2 separate regions of the Rattus norvegicus genome follow, and region 2 is linked to region 1. A link is a contact called in public Hi-C data. All regions are on one chromosome and are shown on one strand. Each heading gives the region's core, a stretch centred on a gene start, on an enhancer-like site or on the middle of the called end of the contact. The rest is flanking DNA. Distances are from core to core; before and after follow the strand shown. Region 1 holds the start of LOC102555687. Region 2 overlaps Myom1 (myomesin 1).

Evidence for each region. A called contact is a pair of places that touch in the nucleus more often than the background predicts.
Region 2: a contact with region 1 is called in a Hi-C map of liver, with 5 times the contacts expected there. The contact joins the enhancer-like site here to the promoter of LOC102555687 in region 1. A contact is called at or near these places in 4 of 12 Hi-C or Micro-C datasets (the A7r5 cell line, Schwann cells, kidney and 1 more).

The regions. Positions count from the first base shown.
Region 1 is chr9:118,345,134-118,348,070 of GRCr8, reverse strand. It overlaps LOC102555687, which reads right to left and starts at 1,501. Exons shown (of 5, transcript XR_357340.5): 1 at 1,289-1,501; 2 at 371-454; 3 at 1-30. Myl12a (myosin light chain 12A) reads left to right here and starts at 1,794. Exons shown (of 4, transcript NM_001135017.1): 1 at 1,794-1,905.
Region 2 is chr9:118,410,747-118,413,683 of GRCr8, reverse strand. Myom1 (myomesin 1) reads right to left here. Exons shown (of 37, transcript NM_001191584.1): 11 at 202-401. Among named protein-coding and RNA genes, the nearest start is that of Myom1, 45 kb to the right of the region's middle. Within about 2 kb of position 1,508, at least 1 of the 93 cell types and tissues checked has an H3K27ac peak or open chromatin away from gene starts, as enhancers often do. A contact at or near this core is called in liver, where this site is marked.

The DNA of each region.
Region 1 (2,937 bases), core at 252-2,751:
GACTTGGTATATCCATATATCCATAGTTACCTGTGGGAGTGAATACAGGGTGAACAGAAACCAATTTCAAATGAGCCGGGTTCTTTGCTCCTCCAGATGACCTGACACCTCTCTCTGTCTCTCTGTCTCTCTCTCTCTCTGTCTGTCTCTCTCTGTCTCTCCCTCCCTCCCTCTATTAACCCCTAGAATCAGGGCAATCTGCCTCTGTAACATCTTCCTAGCTTCCAGGTAGGTTTATTTGCTCTTCTGTAATCTATTCATTTTTGTTCCCTGTAATTCTCTGCCCTTTCTCTTTCAACCCACAACCCAATCCCGAGGAAACAACTGTTCATTTATGTCGAGCAAACCATAGCCCCTCCACAGTACTTACCAGTTTAAAACCTATTGATTAATTTGGTAAGGATACATCGGCAACTCCTAGGAAAGCGACAAGATACTGTTTTCCAGCTGAGACCTGAGACGGAACAGAAGCTGCTCATTTCCTCGTCCACAGAATGCGGTTTGGTGTTCCCCTTCCGGACAGGGAGCTTTCCAGTAGGGCAGACCATATCCTTGTGGAGGTGCATGCACTGCAGAAGCCTCATTGCCTCAGAAGCCACCTCTGTTTCTGACTGCTCAGACCTCTGAGTTTGTACTGTCACGGCTGTATCCCCAATCTTCCCTAGAAGTCATGTTGGGCTTCTTAAGTCCTTGACAACCCAGAACCCTCTCTTAAAGACCTTAGCTTAGGGAGCTGGAGGTGAAGTACTTAGTTACTTGTATTTTTAGTTACCACTCCAAGTGAATATCAAAGAAGGGAGGGAAACTTTGTTTCTGCCATCTATAGGATTACGGTATTTTTTTCTCTCATTGGCCTTGCCTCTGAATTAACTTTAAACCGCATCACTAATTAATGAGACGAATGCTTCTTGAAGGAAACAACTGATCTTAGGGATATTTAACACATATCCTTATTGTCTCGCCAGGATTGTGACCCCTCTTCCTTTAAAGAGGAACTATTGTTAGCAGCTGAGCCACGCAAGAAGACCCGGCGAGTAAATAGGTCCAGCACTTTATTCCAATTACATCATTCACCCTGGAGCGGTAGGTGGGGCAGGCAGGAGTCACCATCAGGGTAAAAGGGGACTCTGGAAGAAAGTTCCAGAGAACGTTTTGCAAGAGGGAGCGGAACAATCAAAACTGAATTCATGAACTCTATGTGGGCCAAAGAGGCAGCGCGGCCCTGAAACTTTAGTATTCCGTCCCGCGTGGGAAAAGTGAGGAGCTATTTTAAAATTCCTTTTCATACTTTTCGAGTTGCTCGCACACTCCCTTCCGCGCCGCCCAGACACTGAGGCGCTGACCCACAGGCTGATTCACACTAGTTTCCCGCGCAGGCGCACTCCAGCCGAGCGGGGGCGCCGGGCTGGGGAGCGGGGCCAAGGCTAGTCACGTGAGACCCGCGGCACTTCTCTCCTCAATTTCCCTAAATGGACTTAGACGGGGTTCCCCGCCTATCTCCACGCTCTGGAATGCGGGCAGAGGAGAGCTCCAGGACAGGCGCAACCATCTGCCGAAGAGGGGGGAGGAAGCAGAATCACAGTTCAAACGGAGACGCGAGAAAGACGAAGAGTCAGTAATTAGACCGAGAGGTCCTCCACACGTCCATTTCAGCCCTAAACTCCCCGTTCGGTACTTCTCATCGGCGCCCTGAGCCCGCCATCTGCTCTGACACCTTCCCTGAGGTCCCCCTCCCGTCAGGGCTGGCCCATAGAGGCGGCGGAGAATGGCCGCCAGGCTTCCTTCCGGTTTGCGAGCGGAGGCCGGAAGTGGCCGTTCTTGGGCGGCTGGAAAGTTAGAAAGTTTGTGAGGGCGGCGGCAAAGCTTCGCAGAGACGCTCACTCTTGGTTCTCGCGGCTGAGCAGGGTGAGTGGTGCTGGCCGCCGAGCGGGCGTGGCCCGGCCCCAGGAGGTGTCCTCGCCGGGCGGCGGTGAACGTGGGGGCCGCCGGGAGCCGCGGCTGGGGAGCGCACCTGGGCAGGTGTGTCTCCGCGAGCCCGGGGAGAGCGGGGCGTGGAGCAACGGGCCGGGGAGCCGGGGCAGCCCGGGCGCAGACGTCGCTCTGCTTCCCAAACTTGGATCTTGGGAAATGTTGCTTAGCTCGCCAGCGCGGTGCGCCTTGGACCATTGCCTGCCCGCGAAACCAGAGCCCCACAGAGCTGACTCCGGAGCTCTGTTGAGTTGCTAACGTAAACTTGCGGGAACCGAGAGAGTTGTGGATAAAACCGTAGCACAGCCGCCCTCGGCCCTGTCTTTGCAGCTCAGCGCGCGCCCCTCTAAGTAGAACTTTTAAAAGTGCTATTTGAACAGAGAGGAGATTGAAGTTTTGTTTGCCTGATATTAAGAGTCAGTAGGGATGTAAATATATAAGATCTTTAGGGATCTTTTAAGATTTTAACTTCTTTAGTGCAAAACTTGTGTCAAAGGGTGACGAAAGTGAATCTCCACTAAAGTTGCTGGTATTTTCTTTTTTCTGGATGGCTTTTGATGAGGATTAATTAGAAAAGCATTTTTTGTCTTCAAAAGTGAAGCGTGGTTCATTAGTCAATCCTGGCAACTAATGACTTTTTTAAAGGTGCTCAGAACTCTTGGGTGTGGCTGTCTAGGAAAATCCAAGCTGACTCTCAACCGGAAGTGTGCCTAAGAAGTAAAAACGTGGTTTTCCTTGAAACTGAAATAACAGCTTGAAAATACACTTTAAAAAACTGAGTTTATCGCCCTCCCCCATCTCGTCTTGTAAAAAAGTGCATTGATTTGATCTGGATTTCAAAGCAAGCCATACCTAGATGCTACCACACTGTGAGGTTTTGAAATGGGAGTTTTCCAAAGGATATATTTCTCAGTTTTAAAAGAGTTTTTTTTATTAAAAGATATTAAGTTAGTAGGCTGTAGTGTAAAT
Region 2 (2,937 bases), core at 259-2,758, 66 kb before region 1:
CCCCAATCACGGGATTTTCTGATCAGAAAGGATTTCTTATTCTTGTCTCCCTCTAGTGGACGGGAGAGGAATTACTTGCAGTGACAGCTACCACAGGTTTCTTGGTTTTGTTTTGGGTTTTGGTGGTGGTGGTGGTGGTGTGATTGTTTTGTTTTGGTTTTGTTTTTTCAGAAAAGCTGCAGAGAAATTAAAACGACTTACTTTTAAGTCTGGCTTTCTCAGCTGGGTCCAGAGCAGCCACGGGCTCAGAAACTCGAGATGGCAAGCCTATTCCAGTTTTATTCACAGCACGGACTCGGAATATGTAGGAACGACCTTCTATCAAACCAGTGACTGGAAACCGAGCAAACTTCACAGGCGTGTCGTTGCACTGAGACCAGGTGTCTGTGCCCACCTCACACCTGAGGGAGAGAGGGATTAGCAGAATCTTACGAGGACTAAGGTTAAGTGAAGAGGGCCAAGGCACGAGTCCACCCTGTCACGTCAGATCTGACCTGTGTCAAAACCTGGAACTCCTGCATGGCTTCTCAGCTTAGACTTCAAACACTCAGTTCCTCTCAAGTTCAATATGTGTCATTTTAAATTTTTCTTTTAAAAATCTCAAGTATTTGTGTGTGTGTGTGTGCAAGTGTGTGTATGTATGTATCTGTGTGTGTGTCTGTGTGTATTAGTGTGTGTGAGTGTGTGTGTGTTTATAATATGTATGTCTGTTCATGTATGTGTGTCTGTGTATATGTCTGTGTGTGAGTGTGGTATGTGACTCTATGTGTGTTTGTGTACACAAGTGCCCCAAAGTGCATGTGGAAGTCAATGGACAACTTGAAGGAGTTTTTTCTTCCTCTGTCATGTGGGATATGGGTACCCATCCACCTTTACTCACTATGACATCTTACCAGCCAGCAACTTGTCATTTTTTAACATGAAGAACAGACCCTCAGACCTTTCTAAACTGTGTTTCAAGAAGAGAAGTGAGGGATGGGGGTAAGAAAACCATCAGATGTCCAGAATCCTTTTTATTTAATTTTTTAATGTGTATGGGTGTTTTGCCCGTATAAGTGCCTGTGCACCACTTATGCCCTGGTGCCTGCCAAGGACAGATGTTGGATCCCTTGGAACTGGAGTTGCAGACAGTTGTGAGTTGCCATGTGGGTGGTGGGAATTGAACCCAGGTCTTCTGAAGAGCAGCCAGTGCTTTAACCACTGAGCTGGCTCTCCAGAATCTTTATGCAGAAGAGGTTTAGGAAAAGGATCCCTCATCCCTGCCCCCACTGACACCTTTAATGTCACTGCTAGTAATTTCTCTGTCTTCTTTAGGCATTTTCTTTTAAAAGCAGAACTGCTGTGGGATAATTTGGGACCTAAAAAGCTAAGTGTACAGCTGGGCATGGTGCTGCACACCTGTAATCCCAGCATTTGGGAACCTGAGGTAAAAGGATCATGACTCTGAGGCTAGTCTAGGCTAAACAGGGAGACTCTCCAAAATGTGAACCGACCAAACGAAACAGAATGAAAAGCTATTTGCACTGCAGTTTGGAAAGCCGCTTGTTGTTTTCTTACTTGGTGATCGCTATGTTCTGTGTGAGTACAAGGGTCAGGAGGTTATTGTAACACTTTTTTTTTCTTTCCTTTTTTTTCGGAGCTAGGGACCGAACCCAGGGCCTTGTGCTTGCTAGGCAAGTGCTCTACCACTGAGCTAAATCCCCAACCCCTATTGTAACACTTTTGTTTCTTTTCTTTCCTCGTCCTCTACTCTGCCCTCTCTCCCAAGCTGGTTTTGAACTCGCAACCCTCGTGCCTCTACCTCCTAAGTACTGGGACCACATACCATGCCCAGCCATGCTTTTCTCTGTAACAATGAGGCTGATGATATCCACCAGGAAATGGAGTGTGGGGAAACTGATTTCCAGCTGCCTGCTACTGTAGCAGCTGGGACCCAAGACCCGAGTCAGAGAACTGCTCAGAAGATAATACGATAGTTCGTATGTCGATATCGAAGCCAGTCTACACAGCTTTAGGGACTCGATGTCTGAGCGAATTGTGCAGCATTGTGATACAGCAACTCCTTGTTTTTTTTTACAAGTCGTACACAATGCTTTAGCTTGAAATGCATCCCCAATATGACACTATGTTCAGAACGTATACAATTCCCATCTAGTTCTCATGGGAGGGCAGGGCCAAAAAACCTGGGAGATGGTTGGAGGAGGGGAGGTCTTCCCTTCCTCACTATCTTTTACATTCTTTGATGTGGATAATGACGGTTGCCTTTAACATTATGTAAGTTTCTATAAAATGTATTTGCAATTCGTGTCTCCCTAAATGTCTGCTTTGCAGGGTTTGGGGAGTTGCTGTGTGTGGGGAATGGCAGGGAGCCGAGGGAACTATAGCAGTTCTATCTGTGTCTCCCAAGGTCTGTCTGTCTGTTCAGGCACTGCCAACATGACTCCGTGACACTAGAATGTGCTTCTTAACCTTCATTTGTGCAAAAAAAAAAAAAAAAAGGTGGAGGGCATCTTCTCTAGAAGCTTCTACAGCGCGTTGGAGCAGAAAGAGCACTGACCTACAGTTGAGCTGTATTTGAATTCTAGCTCTGGGCTTCCTATGTGTGGCCTTAGGCAAGCTAACATTTCTTGGCTGGCATGTGGCTTGAGCCAGCTCTTTCTTTCCTACCTGCAATAGCAAGGCCTGTCCAGGATGGTTATGGATTAGTGGTAAATACATGAAGTGTTTAGAACAGTGTTTAGCCATCAGTAGGTATTAGCCATGCTGTGCTCATTTATAATGACCAGGGCAAGAGAAGAACAGCATGCGTGGATTTTCCTGTCTTCCATAAAGTCTGCAGATCCCTCAGCTATTTGTCAAAGACAACAAAGCAGAAACTGACAATAAAAAGGAGTTTGTTAAGCCTCCACATTTGTCAAAAGCAAGTGAATCTCCCAT